Regions from separate parts of the Mus musculus genome. Here regions 2, 3, 4 and 5 are each linked to region 1. Evidence: chromatin contacts called from public HiCAR-type, HiChIP or PLAC-seq and promoter capture Hi-C data. All regions are on one chromosome and are shown on one strand. Each heading gives the region's core, a stretch centred on a gene start, on an enhancer-like site or on the middle of the called end of the contact. The rest is flanking DNA. Distances are from core to core; before and after follow the strand shown. Region 1 holds the start of Snai2 (snail family zinc finger 2). Region 2 overlaps Ube2v2 (ubiquitin-conjugating enzyme E2 variant 2). Region 3 has its middle 13 kb from the start of Gm41424. Region 4 has its middle 170 kb from the start of Gm41424. Region 5 has its middle 140 kb from the start of Gm41423.

Region 1 (2,868 bases), core at 172-2,671:
CCCACTAGAAATAGGTCAACTCAGACTCCAGCTCTGATCCATACTCATGGTAGCTTAGAAAGAAATCTAATACATTTTCTTGTTTTCTTGTCACCTGCAGATTCAGTTCCCTTAGTTTAAGGATTCATATAAATATCTTTCTGTATTTGACATTGAAATCAGTGACTATTGTAAAGAGAAAGAGGAATCATTGAAATTAACCCAGGAAGTCTGCGGGTTTCCCCCTCCCCCGCTCACACGCCCGTTTTCTCATCCCCAGATTAAGAAGTTATGCTGCTTGACAATGCACTTTTCTCTTGCAAGTCTCAACATCGCTGGTGGTATTCTGTTTCCGCTGTTTTCTTCCAGCACCTGTTACGAAAAAAAAGTTAGTTGTCTTGGGGTGGGGAGGTGGGGGAATTGGATTCTGCAATTTTGTTGGGAAGAGTCAGGGTAACATTGAAATAAACAGAGTTGCCTGTGGGCACAGTGAAAACTGCACTTTTAAAATGAATCACTTCGGAGTATTTTTACACCTACCCCTATGTGCAAATGCAAGTGAAGTGACCGGCTGGCTACTGGACTACCTAAACTGCCAGTCAAAGAACTTGGCAAAAGAATCCTTTACCCCATCTTTTAATGCAAACCAGGGATGTGGCGTGAGGAAGGGGGAGGCTTTTGAAGACTAAAGAAAACACCACTAAGTAACGGCAGACACTAAGAATTGTCAGTAGAGATTCATATTTTTTTTTCTTTCTCTAAAATACCATGCGCTACAAAGGGAGGAAGTCTTGTCACATGTCTTCATCAGAACTTTCCATACTTCTTCCAGAGTTTGCCTATTGTCGGAGTCTGCACCAGCCTTCCCTTTTATCTTTACACTCTTCCAGTTCCTGGGGTAGGCTGTAAGGCTTTACTTTCAAGTGTCTAACGCAGCGATCAGCAAGTTAACTTTCTGGCACGCCGCCCTAGACCTGCTGTGGCAGCTGCGGGGAGCCTTTACCTTCCTTTCCCAAAAGCCAGAGCCTACAGCTGCTTGTGTGCAATAACCCCCCTCCAGACGCAACTTCCAAATATAGACTCTCTGGCCACTAGGGGCTGCGCGGTCCCAGTCCGGAGGGCCGCCCTTCCTTCCCGCCCTCGCCTTGCCAGGCACTGCCCACATCTGGAAGCCAAGTCGCCGTAGGTCACCTAGCGGAAACACGTTTCCCCAGTGCTCAAGAACCGAGATTTCCTTTCTTGAAAACATTTAATGTATTTTGAGCCTCCACTGAAATGCCATGAGCAGCCCATTTTGAACCAGAAAAATTTAGTCTGACAACAGAGTCTTCCTCTATTCACAGCTGTTCCAGAAGGAGGAGCTGAAATCTGAACCTCTTGGCTGTGATTGGTTACTTCTAGAAAAAGCAACGGAGAAGGCGCCTCCCCGCCCAGAGGAGCTCAGTCGGGCAGGGAGCCGGGTGACTTCAGAGGCGCCTGCCTGTCCCCCGCCGCACCTGAGCCACCGCGATGCTATAGGACCGCCGCCTGGACCGTTATCCGCCCGCGCCCGCCCGCAGCCACCATGCCGCGCTCCTTCCTGGTCAAGAAACATTTCAACGCCTCCAAGAAGCCCAACTACAGCGAACTGGACACACACACAGGTAAAAATCGCCTCTGTAAATCTGTGCGCGAGTAAACCGCGGTTCTATTGCTTGACTCAGAGAACACACCGGGCCGCTTTCCTTTTAATGCTGTGCCAAAACTGTCCTTGCAGTCTCTTGATTACTTAGGTTAAGTTTTAATTCAAAACCTTTGAGATCTTTGCTGACAAGGAAAGCTTCCTTCCGGTCGGGCAGTATAGTTCTCTGAGCCTGTGTGTACGCAAAAGGAGTGCACGGACGTGATCGCACCCTTCCCCTCGCCTGAGCAGCAATCTCCTGAAGCCAAGCACTTGGGAAAGCAGCTGGATTCGTGCATGCCATTACCCGCCACAGGCACGGTACAGCTAGAACAGCCCACGCATAAAATGAAAAGCAACTTTATAAAAAGTTTTAATATAGTGTCTAGTTCTTCGTTCTAAATTGGGACAGCAAGGCTAGTCCAGAATGAAGGTTAGTCAGGGCAACTGTCAGCCTGCACGAGGACAGTAAGCCCAGGTGAAGGGAAGACTTTATGTGTGTCCTGTGAGTAAGGCTGTCTTCACTAGAGAGTCTCCTATGGAGTCTCCTGCATGTTGTTATGGTCTCTCTCAGACTGTGTACATATATTTTAAAAATATTTTGCCTTAATTTTTTCTTTCCTTCCTTTTCTTTCTTCCAGTTATTATTTCCCCATATCTCTATGAAAGTTACCCTATACCTGTCATACCAAAACCAGAGATCCTCACCTCGGGAGCATACAGCCCTATTACTGTATGGACATCGTCGGCAGCTCCACTCCACTCTCCTTTACCCAGTGGCCTTTCTCCTCTTACTGGATACTCCTCATCCTTGGGGCGTGTAAGTCCCCCGCCTTCCTCTGACACTTCATCCAAGGATCACAGTGGTTCAGAAAGTCCCATTAGTGACGAAGAGGAGAGACTGCAGCCCAAGCTTTCAGACCCCCATGCCATCGAAGCTGAGAAGTTTCAGTGCAATTTATGCAATAAGACCTATTCTACGTTCTCTGGGCTGGCCAAACACAAGCAGCTGCACTGTGATGCCCAGTCTAGGAAATCGTTCAGCTGCAAGTACTGTGACAAGGAATATGTGAGCCTGGGTGCCCTGAAGATGCACATTCGAACCCACACATTGCCTTGTGTCTGCAAGATCTGTGGCAAGGCTTTCTCCAGACCCTGGCTGCTTCAAGGACACATTAGAACTCACACTGGTAAGAGAAATGTAGAAAACCATGCCTCTCAGCTCAAAC
Region 2 (2,868 bases), core at 238-2,737, 860 kb after region 1:
GTAGAGACCTACAGCCAAACATTGGATAGAGCTTGGAACAGTTGGGGGAAGCAGTGAGGGCCCTGGAGGGGATAAGAACTCCACAGAAAGACCAAAAGTGTCAAGTAGCCTGGACCCTTGGGAGTCTCAGAGACTGAACCAAAGAGCATACATATACAATCTGAACCTAGGCCCCCAACCCCACATATATGAAAAGAGATGTGCAGCTCGGTCTTCATGTGGGTCCCAAACAATGTGTGATGGCTATCCCTAAAGCTGTTGCCTGCCTGTGGAATCTGTTCAGCAAACTTGGTTACCTTGTTTGTTCTCAGTAGAAGCTCCTAGTCCTGCAGAAATGATGTGTGTGTGTGTCAGGGGATGGGAGGGTGGACATCTACGGGGAGCCTTCATTCTCTCACCAGAAAAGAGGAGGGAAATTAAGGAAAGGGACTCTGGCAGAGGAGGAGCAGGGGGGCAGGCAGTCATTGATCAGAATGTAAAGTGAATTAAAAAAAAAAAAAAAAAAAACACAGCAGTGTGGACAATACTTTAATGTCCTATCTCAAAACAAAGCACCAAACTAAAATCGAATGTACTGTAGCGAATGCACTGTACACCATCAATAAAGGAGGAAAAAAAAACACAGAGAATAGAACAAAGTACTAACAAATTAAATGTGTAATATATACCATTTCCCCAGTATTTGAAAAACTCTTACAACTAAATAATAAAAAGTTAACCCAATTATAATATAATAAATGTATATGAATGTATAGACTAAAGTAGATACAGGCAGGCAGGGAGCTGGTAAGATGTCTCTCAATGTTTCATTACTCCTATTTGAAGCTCTCCATCTGCATATGGACAGGCCTATGATTTAATAGTTCCCTGGAGCTGGCAAGATGGCTCAGTAGGTAAAGGCACTTTTTGTCCTAAGTTCAATCTCCATGACCCATATGATGAAAAGAAAAGCAACTCCTGAAATGTGTCCCCTGACCTCATTGTGTGCTGTGGTAAGAGTACAAATAAACTACACACATGCATATTAATATACAAATTAACTTAAAACATACTTCTTTTAAAATTTTTAGACAGAGCTATATATAAAATGAATGTTTATACCTCAATATAGTTGGAGATTAAGTATAAACCCTTTGATATCAGTACCAGAATCTAAGCCATAAACCTAGTCCCACTTCCAGATTATCTCTGGCTCTTATTATCATTTCTGCATGTAACTATCTTCTAATGTATACAATGTTTAAATGTCACTTCTAACTTCAAGACTTAAAGAGTTCTATGCTGGCTAGTTTTTATGTCAACTTGACACAAGCTATATAGTCATCTGAAAGGGGGCAGCTTGAAGTGAAAAAATGCTTCAAAAAGATCAGGCTGTAGGTAAGCCTACAAGACATTTTCTTAGGGATTGATGGGGGAGGGCCCAGCTCACTGTGGGCAGTACTATCCCTGGGGCTGATAGTACTGAGTTCTATAAGAAAGCAGAGTGAGCAAACCATGTAGACAGACAGTAAACAGCATTCTTCCAGGGCCTCTGCATCAGCTCCTGCCTCCAGGTTCCTGACCTGAAAGCCTTAGATGATTTATTATCTGTTATATGGAACAGAACTTTCTTTTGGTCATCGTGTTTCACCACGACAGTAAAAACCCTAAGGCAAGCCCATCTTGTCTCTATCAGCTTTTATTCTCTTGCTTCTCAGACAAACATCAAGTTTTGTTGCTAACTGTCCTATGAAGAGGTCTTTGTGGCAAGAAATTATGGGTGGTTTCACAGCTGTAACAGGCTCAAAACGCTTTAAGAAACCAAACCATGTTGACCCACTACTATATGAGTGACCATAGAACTGGATCTGCCCTATATTGTACATTCAAGTCAACATTGAAGTACGGAAGAAGAAAATAGAATATAAGAAAATAAATATTCCGCCATTGGTGGCGCACGCCTTTAATCCCAGCACTCGGGAGGCAGAGGCAGGTGGTCTACAGAGTGAGTTCAAAGACAGCCAGGACTACACAAAGAAACTCTGTCTCAAACAAACAAACAAACAAACAAACAAAACAAGAAAATAAATATTCCATCATATCAAAATCTGCACCTTGTCAGTGTATAATATAATCTCTAAAACTTGAGACCTTACAAAATGAAACTCTGTAACACCATACAGTGTAACCACAGACAAGAAAATTTTACTAAGTAAAAACCACATTACTGTAACACCCACTATGACTACTTGTATATGTAATATGAATTAGCCTCAAAATACATAAAACTATCGTTGCCCAATTAGTAACAGTTAATCTGAAATTCTATTTACCAGTTGTAAAAATAACTATCCAGCCAATTATAGTGGTACATCACCTGTTCCAACTGGGCCTGGATTACAAGGCAAGACCTCATCTCAAACAAAAACAAGAACAAAACAACAAAATCTATATCAATCAAGAAAAAACTTGGAATCTAATACATTTATCTTAATTATTTCCACCCCTGTAAACTCACATCTATATCCAAGAATTAAATCAGTTTTTGCTTTTGTATCTTCAAATCCCAAATGACAATAAAAAGGTTTTTTGAGAAAGTACATTAATGAAAAACTTTTTCTTTAAGATTGATTTATGAATTTACTTATGTATACAGCATTCTGCTTCAGTGTACGCCTGCAAGCCAGAAGAAGACACCAGATCCCATCATAGATGGTCATGAGCTACCACGTGGGTGCTGAGAATTGAACTAAGGTCCTCTGGTAAACTCTGAACCATCTCTCCAGCCCCCAATGAAATACTCTTCTGCACAGCTAGTGGAACGGACACTGACACAACTCTAAGCCTTGCGGTTCAACACACATCCCATTGCTAGGTGTGCTCCCCAGA
Region 3 (2,868 bases), core at 276-2,775, 840 kb after region 1:
GCTTCTGCTTCTGCTTCTCAACCTTTTTGTGCTAATCTTAAGGACTGCAAATTTTCCTCTGAATGTTTAACTGTTTTCAGGGCATCTCAATGTTCACTTGGCAGACTCCATTCATCCAGAGGCTTGCCACCCCATACAACACAGATGAAGACTGACATCCTGGGACTCCTCCAACAGACACTCCTATTCCTGATGGCTCAACCTTAGTTGCCTGTTTCACCACCCATAGCAAGTGCTGCCTCAGTATGAAGGCACACTAGCACACACCATACAGGAAAAGACAAGTCTATGGGACTTTCCTCCACAGATGCTCCCTACCCTGGCTTCTCAGCCTCAGTTGCATCTCTTGCTACCTATAGTCAAGACTATACATCCACTCATTCCTCCCCAACTTATCTTTGGTTTTGTTGGGTTCCTGTTCAGGCACCAATTATGATGTGTAACAAAACTACCTGGTGAGATGCAGCACATACATCTAATCACCCAGTGTATAGATACCACCAAAGTCCAACTTGGCAGATCATGAATTTTATTGGGGAGCAGAAATGACTCAAAGGCAGCTGTATCACCAAAGTGTACCCAACATAATGCTTTGTGAGTTGCTGTGATCATGGTGTATCTCCACAGCAATAAGGCACTAAGACCAAAGTTGGTACCAGGGAGTGTGGTATTGCTGTGATAGGCCTGACCATGATGCTTATTGGCAGAATGTGGACTTTAAAACTTTGGACTAGAAAAGCAGTTATACATTAAGTGGGGCTTAATGGACCAGACTATAGGAACATGGAAGACAATGAGTTGAAATGCTTACTTTTGTAAGAGTTGCCATGGTCATGGTGTTTCTTCATAGCAACAGAACACTAAGACACCAGCCCAACTCACTTGCTGAGGAAAAGTCCTAGAGATCTGCAAACACAAGACCACCTAGCCTATCTGCCAACAGAGAAATTGATGTACTTGTTTCAATCCACAGTACTCCCCAGCAAAGGATAGCTAAAGGGCTAAAGCTACCCACCATAGGGAGACTATATAGAAAAAAATTAATTTACAAAACTCAACTCAATCTAAAATGATAATGTCAGTATATGAGGACATAAAGAAAGCTGGTCAGCTTTTATTTGGCTGCACAGAAAATCTTGTAAGCAAGAAAACAAACAAGTTCTGGCATTTAGACAGGGACAGCAGAGAGGACAAAATGTAGCTACTAGAGTCTACCAGTTTAGATGTGAATTCTGGCAGATTCACCACAGGAGCACTTAGATTTAATATGGCTTACAAGATTAAGAGTCTAGTTGATGTGCCCAGTGATTGAGTTACCATTGATTCTGAACTAAGTTTGTGTGGTGTTTTCCTTCATGCAGTGGCTCAACTGGGTTCCAGAGAGAAAGGTACAATGGCGAAGTGTGGGTTTGTCAGAAGTGCACCACAAAAGGCCGTGGGAGTTTTGAAGCATGGGCTGGCATGTTAATGACCTGCCAGTGGGAACTTAATGAGCTGGGTGGAGAAATTTTGGAGCTCTGAGTCAGAGAGTCTCCACAAGATGAGAACAGACCAGCCATTCCCTGCCAGGGCCTGGCTGGCCGGCTTACCCACTGGTGCCTTGCCAACAATAGTGTAGATTCATTTTTTTAATTATTTCCTGCAACATGTAGTGAATCAACGTGTTAGGCGAGAATCCACTAGAAATTTTAAATTATTAGCTTGAGAGTTAGAGTTTATTTTCTTTTTTTCTTTTTTAAGATTTATTTATTTATTATATGTAAGTACACTGTAGTGGTCCTCAGATACTACAGAGGGCATCAGATTTTGTTACGGATGTTGTGAGGCACCATGTAGTTGCTGGGATTTGAACTTGGGACTCTTAACCACTGAGCCATCTCGCCAGCCCCTAGAGTTTATTTTCTAAGTGAGAGAAAGGTGGCACTGGGACAAGTCACGTGAACTCAAGGGCAGGAACATTGAAACAAAGAAAGAGGGCTCTGAGGTCCCCTGCTGTGGAAAGAGACAAGATGACTGCTCTGAGTCAGAAAGCTGTAGAATGGAAGCTGCCTACATCTTGGGGCAGATAATGATTTAACTGTGAATTTTTTAAATTGAAATTATTTGCTTTTAGGATAGATTTATGTATAGATTTTGTCCGAATCACATGGGAAATTTTGCCCACGGTTAGGAACTAGGATAGGGAAAATTAGTCACTGACTTAAAGTAGAGAGGGCAGTGATAATTGCCTGATATGAACAGGTATTAATAAATGTCTGTGGCTCCAGGTAGAGAGCCCAACAGATAGAAGTATAACAGGATGGCTGCCTGCTCAGAAGTAAAAACTACCTGCTTCCTATAGGCAGATATTAGTGAAAGTTTGAATTAATTGCTTTAAAGATGGTAAAAATATATATATTGCTCTAATAAGTCTTTCAGGATACTCAAATTCTGTCTAACCTGGCCTCCATGGAAATTTTTAGTAAATCCTGGTTTGACAAGCTGCCTGCTCATGAACAGATATAGATAAAAATGTGAATCAATTGTTTTAAAGATGGTATAATGACGTCTGCAGGACAACTAACTCATATTCTTTGAATATGGGCTCCATGGGAATTTTGGGTTAATTTCCTGGCATAGCAAAATAGAAAAAGCCTAAGAATAGGTATATAAAATATTTTAGTTTAATTCTTTTGTTCTGGATTGTTTTAATTTTCAAAATGGATGTGATTTTGAGTTTTGTGGTTATATTATTCCTCTGGGAAAGAGGTCAAAATAATGGTTTTTCTGGTTACTGGCTCAAGGATATACTGATTTAGGAGAAAGGTTTTGTCTTTGTGTTTTTAGAAAAGGTAATTAGGCTCTGGACATTTCCCAGAGCTATATGGA
Region 4 (2,868 bases), core at 238-2,737, 650 kb after region 1:
ATAGGTAAAATGTACATACCACTACATACTGCTACATAAAAGTTACACACTGCCTCATCTAAAAAGAAAAGAAAAGGGAGCAATTAGGTGACCTGGTTATCATTAAGGTGCTTTAACTTTTAAGGTCCTCCTACTTTGTGGAGTTTGCCTAGCATGGAGTGTGTGTGTGTGTGTGTGTGTGAGTGTGTGTGTGTGTGTGTGTATGTATGTGTCTTAGATGGTTTATATATGCAAATAAAAATTTTAATTATTTAAGTCTTAACATGCACCTAAATATTTGAAAGGTGTGCTGATTCAACTTCTACACCCCACTCACACCCACACCTCTTCAAATATTCTGCATTTATCCACCTACATATATACAAACATGTGTGGGTACAAATATTAACATATACAAGTATTTGCATATATATATATATATATATATGAATATATGCACACATAAACACTTATACCATGTACACATATATGCACATGTACATACATGTACATGAGCACTCAGACCTCCAACTATTAGCATTTTAGGCACTTCCTAGCAAGTCCTCATCATTTTCTCCTGTCTACCTTCTTCCTCAAACTGAGTTTACCAAGCCCATCCATCATAACTTTAAAGGAAAACTCAACCTTCATCAACCCATGAGTAAATGTTCTATATTCTTAGTAAACTGATTTGTATTTGTAGAGAGACTATCTTGTGTGTTGTATGAAAAGCCTATGGCTTATGACTTAAGCAAAAAATGGGAGGTGGGATATCCATGAGGCAGAAAGAATTCTGGGATAAACCCAGTCAGAAAGAATCACCTGGGGAAATGTAACAAGATGGTCACATGGTACCTGAGTACATGTAATCAGCCACATGGCTGAATGTAGATTAAAATAAATGAAATAATTTAAGTTATTATCTAATAAGAGAAAAACCTAGCTATATATCCAAGGTATCTGCAAATTTATTTTGAGTCTGAATCTTATTTCTGGGAGCATGGGGCTGGGAGGAAGAATCAGGACATAACTTCTACATGTTTTGGTGTGGCCCTTGACTTGCATGTAAAGGCCACCATAAATGGGAATTTCTTGTGCAAAAGGAGGCCTTAGGGTAAAATGTCCTAAGATATTCTTCAGGTCTTGATCATTCTAGCCACAAGGAAAGTCTGTATGTAACCTTGGCCCTGCCTGTGCTTTATAAAAATTTACACACTTAACTACTGAAGTGGAATACAAACAAAATGAAATGAAATCGGAGTCATGTGGATCTTTATTTCAACCACACTGTTACTCTGAGGAATGTGCATTCGTAACACCTCTCAGTCATCCAGCTTTGGAAAGAAAGAAGACTTTGCCCAAGTGGAAAAATCTACCTGTTGCCTCAATGATTTAGGAGGTGTCAGCCTAACCTGAAATAATAAAGACCATTATGATGTCACTGTCTCCATGCTTGCTTTTAGAGGCTGTGGACCTCCCTTCCAAACACACAGCTTTATGAATAGGACTCTGTGCTGGCTCACGTGTTGTTGCTGAGTCAGTATAGTTGTGAGGACTGAGCCTTGAAAGAGGAGTTTACAAGATCCTTTTTGTGTGGCTTGTTATAGCCAGCCAGTTGGCACTCATGCCATTTCACTAATCTATATCAGACTTCACAGTGCAAACCAAAACTCACTACAGTGATCTCTTTAAACAACACCTGGGCCCTCAGAGAGAAGAACCCTATAGTCTACTAGAATGGATGGAATTAAGCAAGGACATGGGTATGCAGAGCGACCTAAAATCTTGTTATTGCCCTGGCTTCCGCTTTTCTCATCATACCTGGTGTTATGTGAATGTGTTTCACAGACATTTGCAGGGCTTCACAAAATAAGAGGAGAGTATAATAAATGTCTGCATTGTTAATAAATGGACTAATGAGGGGCAAAAACACAAGTAGCATAAATTGAGCCATTTCTACTACCCAAGATGAAAGCTACAGCCTTCTTATCTACTTAAAGAGCGAGCCCCCAGTAGAGTGTTAGAAATGGAGCAGGTCCTTAGCATGTGCTTGAAAAATGCCTTTCGATCCTCCTCAATTACCCAACTTTAAGGGGAAGGCTGTGGCTGGGCCTGGTGACATATTCCTGTAATCTCACAATTTGAATGATAGAAACAGGAAGAACATGAATTTGAGGCCAGTCTGGGCTCCAAAGTGCATTCCAGGCCAGCCTCAGCTAATAAAACAACACTGTTTCAAAAACCCAAGAACTCAATAATAAAGCAGTTGTCTATCATAGACAGGTCTGTGCACCATCACTGTCAAGCACTGAGGAAGAAGGGAAAGAGTAAAGGAGAAAGGATAGGGAGACAAAAGGTCTTAAGACTACATAGACCCCAATGGACTTTTGACTTACTATTTTACTTAACAGCCCAAGCTCCCCATGTCTTTCAATGAGGCATTCATTCCATTTTTCCAGTTTTTTAGGGGGTATATAATTGACAAAATTGAAAGTATGCAACCAATTCATTACAAATACATGTATATTTTAAATCATTACCACAATTAGGATAGTAGATAAATCTATTACCTAGTATAATGTGTGTGTGTGTGAGTGTGTTGTGTGTGTGTGTGTGCAAAGAACATCTGAGACTTGATATTTGCATAAATCTCAAGCATATGACTCAGTTTTAATTACTACACTCACAATGAAAACTATTAGATCCCTGTTATATTTACATTAGATTGTTCAGACCCTTAAGCCAATATCTCTACATTTCTCTCACTCCCTGACTCCTACTAACTACTCTTCTACTATTTTTGTAAGTTCCACATTTTTGGAGTCTATGAATAAGTGAAATGATTTCTTCTTCTATGCCTGGCAAACTTCAGATTCATGCATGTTGTTC
Region 5 (2,868 bases), core at 249-2,748, 550 kb after region 1:
TAGCAAACTAAACCTTTTTTTCTACATTATAATGTGGTCATCTCTTCCTTGTAACTCCCCACTCCTTCCTAGGTCACTTATTTGGGGATGATGAAGAGGACACTAGCCAATAGAACCAAGGTTTCATCTGTCTTTGCCATGAGGACACTCAAGGATGATTTGACCCAGATGAGACAATTGTGAGTCAGTTAACAGTGACATAAATGAGATCCATATTTCTCCAGTAAGTCATATTTTTGTAACTGCCACAGTTTCTCCACTGGCTGGAACATTGGGGCATCTAGAGGTGTCCCCAGAGAAGTGCAGCCTTAGCACTAGGTCCTCCTGAGCCTGGGCTTGCTTGTATGAAGCTATGTGGGAAAGTGGAGTATCATCTCTGTCCTACATAAAGAAAAGGGTATAGCATTTATCATGGGCTCCAAGCCATGTGACACCTTTCTGAGACACAAATGAGCCACCGGCTATCAGACCCTCTCCTTGGTATCTTTCTCACATTCATATCTTTTTTCTTATTACTACAATTTTTATATTACCATCCACAAAATAAACTGATGTTATAATAATGCTGAGAATGAAAGTGATATAGTGGGTAAGTGTATAGACTTTTAGGAACAGAACTTATGTGGCAGGACAGATCTAGTCATTTTATCAACCTCACTCACTGCCTTTTCTTCTCCATGAGAAGCAGAGCACTTTAAAAGGAACACTAAATAGATCAGCGTAGCTCTGTATTTAAATCTTCTCTTCACTGTTTTGTTTTATTTTTATAAGAAGTTGTGCTCAGAACCTCCAACTGCTCCGTGCATCCGTTGCCTTATTAGGAATGGGAGTAGGGGGTGCTGCCAGCACCTTACAAGTAGTCTGTGAGGGTGGCATGTAATTGTGAGCAGTGCGTATGGGGCCTGGGTGGATCTCACAATGCTGGCAGAACCTGAGAGTAGTACCCCCCTAATGCAGGCAAACCCTGCTACCCTTCACATCTGTAAAGAGCAACCTGCAAAACATGCACTGGGTGTCATGTGCATACACAGCAGCCAGGCCAGCCTAGAGCGCTGAATGGAAGAGACTTTCAAGCCAAGGGAAACATGAGAATGTTTAGTTTTCATCAGGGAAAATAAAAAGAACCACCAGGATTGTCTGATGACTTCACACAGCTTGGCGTGGGAGGCCTTCAGTGGCTACAGGAGTTGGGCCTGGAAGCTCTGAGCAAGGACCCAGAAGCTCTGGCATGTTTATGTCAGTGAGAGGAGAGTCTCTGCTGATCCCAGTGAAGTGCAGCAAGCTCACCAAAATGCACTGTGGCACATTTCCAGGATCTTTGCATTATACTCATGAGGGAAATCTAGTTCAGTTTATGCTCTAACCGGAGGCAAAGCTTTTGCTACAAATAAATAGTCTGGAGGAAAAGCTTTGAATTCTTCTGGTCACTTAAGGGTTGAACATGAGGTCGCCAGCAGAATTCTCCCATAAGTCAAGGCTGTGTACCACTAGGTCACCAGTGATGACCATGTGTTGATGCCTATATATAGAACCCCCGAAAGTGACACTCATCTTTCCCACAGTCTATGGGCTACAGTTCTCTTTCCTTCCTTGTCTGCCACCCTAGGCATTTGGCAAGATTCTCATTTAACTTTGAAAATCAAGGCTAGAAAACTTTAGCAGATTTAATGTATCTATAAACTTCAGAATTATGCTTTTTAGCATATAGTTTTTAGTTTCAGTAGGGGGCAAGCCGGAGAAGGAAAAACACCAAAAATGTAATTCTATTTTGAAAATTCTAAACATCTTAATGGAATAATAGCACCTAATGTAGAGCTGTATTAGAGACCCTTTTCTGTGTGATCCAACACAGTTTTTTTGTTTTGTTTTGTTTTTTGTTTTTGTTTTGGTTTTGTTTTTTTTGCAAATTTATGGTTCTTTTCTATTAAACAGATAGACAGATACATGGATGTGTACATAATATAAACATTAAATGCAGTATTACAACCAGCTTCTACAGAACTCTTCATCAACTGTAGTCTGTTTTATAATAGGAATTATATATTCTGTATGAAGGACACACAATCCAGGTATTTATTTACAAGTTGTAAGCCTAGGTTGGACAGGTTTTGAGCTATTATAACTTACATCCCAGCCACATATCCCATGTTACTTGGTGTTTCTCCTGGGCACATGCACATGGTCCATCTTTTCTCATGGCTGCCTCCTCCTCTCTTTACCTCCTCTCTTATTTCCCCTTCTCCCTTTTCTCCTACTGTGACCCCCCAGCCAGGTAACTTAAAACCCACCTATCTCTATTTCCTCCAGTAATTGGCTGTCACCAGTTTTATTTAACCAATAGTTTTAAATTAAGAAGCAAGGTTTGAACAACAAAAGCTGGTATACATGAGAATTTGCTCCTTTTGGGGTAACCAGATCTTGGGGTATAGAATTTAGTATTTGAACACAGCAGCACCAGAGCAACCCCAACGGTGTTTGGAGTTAAGTGAGGAGTGTATTAAAACAATATCATTACATACTTCAAATAACATAAAAACTTGCAGAAATCCTTGGGAATTTTCCTTTTGATAGCAATTGAGGGCATTTATTCTGCCTATCCAAGGCAGCAGCTCAGTACCAATTACTATTTGTATGTTTGTGGACTTGAAACTTAAATTTCTGCCTAATGATGGTTTTCTCCATAATTACTGGCCTCAACTGGACCCTGGCATTTGAATTTAAACAACTTGAAAGAAACTTTCATTTAAACCAACAAAGTACAAGATAATGCCCAGCAAAGCAAAACTTATAACTTTAGTGGGGAACACTGTGTGTTTCGAAATCCTCCACTGGCTCTCGCCACTACTTCTGGTCTCATGGCTATAAATC

Evidence for each region. Promoter capture Hi-C pulls out the DNA fragments that hold promoters and counts their contacts. HiCAR-type assays count read pairs that join an accessible place to other places. HiChIP or PLAC-seq counts read pairs in DNA pulled down with a chosen protein or histone mark.
Region 2: a contact with region 1 is called in a promoter capture Hi-C map of trophoblast stem cells, with 15 times the contacts expected there. The contact joins the enhancer-like site here to the promoter of Snai2 in region 1. A contact is called at or near these places in 13 of 39 promoter capture datasets (the 3T3-L1 cell line, 3T3-L1-derived adipocytes, HPC-7-derived erythroid cells and 9 more), 3 of 15 datasets of contacts at CTCF or cohesin (the NIH/3T3 cell line, large pre-B cells and pro-B cells), 5 of 484 Hi-C or Micro-C datasets (cortical neurons, liver, myocytes and 1 more), 8 of 115 datasets of contacts at active chromatin or transcription factors (the NIH/3T3 cell line, embryonic limb bud, embryonic stem cells and 3 more) and 2 of 9 other capture datasets (adipose tissue and embryonic stem cells).
Region 3: a HiCAR-type map of astrocytes shows a contact between it and region 1, with 6 times the contacts expected there. The contact joins the enhancer-like site here to the promoter of Snai2 in region 1. A contact is called at or near these places in 13 of 39 promoter capture datasets (the 3T3-L1 cell line, 3T3-L1-derived adipocytes, cranial neural crest and 8 more), 3 of 15 datasets of contacts at CTCF or cohesin (the NIH/3T3 cell line, large pre-B cells and pro-B cells), 6 of 484 Hi-C or Micro-C datasets (cortical neurons, cranial neural crest, liver and 2 more), 9 of 115 datasets of contacts at active chromatin or transcription factors (the NIH/3T3 cell line, astrocytes, embryonic hindbrain and 5 more) and 2 of 9 other capture datasets (adipose tissue and embryonic stem cells).
Region 4: an H3K4me3 HiChIP or PLAC-seq map of embryonic limb bud shows a contact between it and region 1, with 7 times the contacts expected there. The contact joins the enhancer-like site here to the promoter of Snai2 in region 1. A contact is called at or near these places in 16 of 39 promoter capture datasets (the 3T3-L1 cell line, 3T3-L1-derived adipocytes, cancer-associated fibroblasts and 9 more), 1 of 15 datasets of contacts at CTCF or cohesin (embryonic stem cells), 11 of 484 Hi-C or Micro-C datasets (the C2C12 cell line, cerebral cortex, cortical neurons and 6 more), 10 of 115 datasets of contacts at active chromatin or transcription factors (the NIH/3T3 cell line, craniofacial prominence, embryonic fibroblasts and 4 more) and 2 of 9 other capture datasets (adipose tissue and embryonic stem cells).
Region 5: an H3K27ac HiChIP or PLAC-seq map of embryonic fibroblasts shows a contact between it and region 1, with 16 times the contacts expected there. The contact joins the enhancer-like site here to the promoter of Snai2 in region 1. A contact is called at or near these places in 11 of 39 promoter capture datasets (the 3T3-L1 cell line, 3T3-L1-derived adipocytes, the C10 cell line and 5 more), 1 of 15 datasets of contacts at CTCF or cohesin (the NIH/3T3 cell line), 13 of 484 Hi-C or Micro-C datasets (the 3T3-L1 cell line, 3T3-L1-derived adipocytes, the C2C12 cell line and 5 more) and 9 of 115 datasets of contacts at active chromatin or transcription factors (the NIH/3T3 cell line, cardiomyocytes, embryonic fibroblasts and 6 more).

The regions. Positions count from the first base shown.
Region 1 is chr16:14,704,431-14,707,298 of GRCm38.p6, forward strand. Snai2 (snail family zinc finger 2) reads left to right here and starts at 1,422. Exons shown (of 3, transcript NM_011415.3): 1 at 1,422-1,622; 2 at 2,281-2,829. The coding sequence starts at 1,544.
Region 2 is chr16:15,564,229-15,567,096 of GRCm38.p6, forward strand. All of the region lies in intron 3 of Ube2v2 (ubiquitin-conjugating enzyme E2 variant 2), which reads right to left. Among named protein-coding and RNA genes, the nearest start is that of Ube2v2, 29 kb to the right of the region's middle. Within about 2 kb of position 1,488, at least 2 of the 459 cell types and tissues checked have an H3K27ac peak or open chromatin away from gene starts, as enhancers often do. A contact at or near this core is called in trophoblast stem cells, where this site is marked.
Region 3 is chr16:15,540,591-15,543,458 of GRCm38.p6, forward strand. No RefSeq gene overlaps it. Among named protein-coding and RNA genes, the nearest start is that of Gm41424, 13 kb to the left of the region's middle. Within about 2 kb of position 1,526, at least 8 of the 459 cell types and tissues checked have an H3K27ac peak or open chromatin away from gene starts, as enhancers often do. A contact at or near this core is called in astrocytes, where this site is marked.
Region 4 is chr16:15,358,089-15,360,956 of GRCm38.p6, forward strand. No RefSeq gene overlaps it. Among named protein-coding and RNA genes, the nearest start is that of Gm41424, 170 kb to the right of the region's middle. Within about 2 kb of position 1,488, at least 13 of the 459 cell types and tissues checked have an H3K27ac peak or open chromatin away from gene starts, as enhancers often do. A contact at or near this core is called in embryonic limb bud, where this site is marked.
Region 5 is chr16:15,252,008-15,254,875 of GRCm38.p6, forward strand. No RefSeq gene overlaps it. Among named protein-coding and RNA genes, the nearest start is that of Gm41423, 140 kb to the left of the region's middle. Within about 2 kb of position 1,499, at least 63 of the 459 cell types and tissues checked have an H3K27ac peak or open chromatin away from gene starts, as enhancers often do. A contact at or near this core is called in the C2C12 cell line, the NIH/3T3 cell line, embryonic fibroblasts and 5 more, where this site is marked.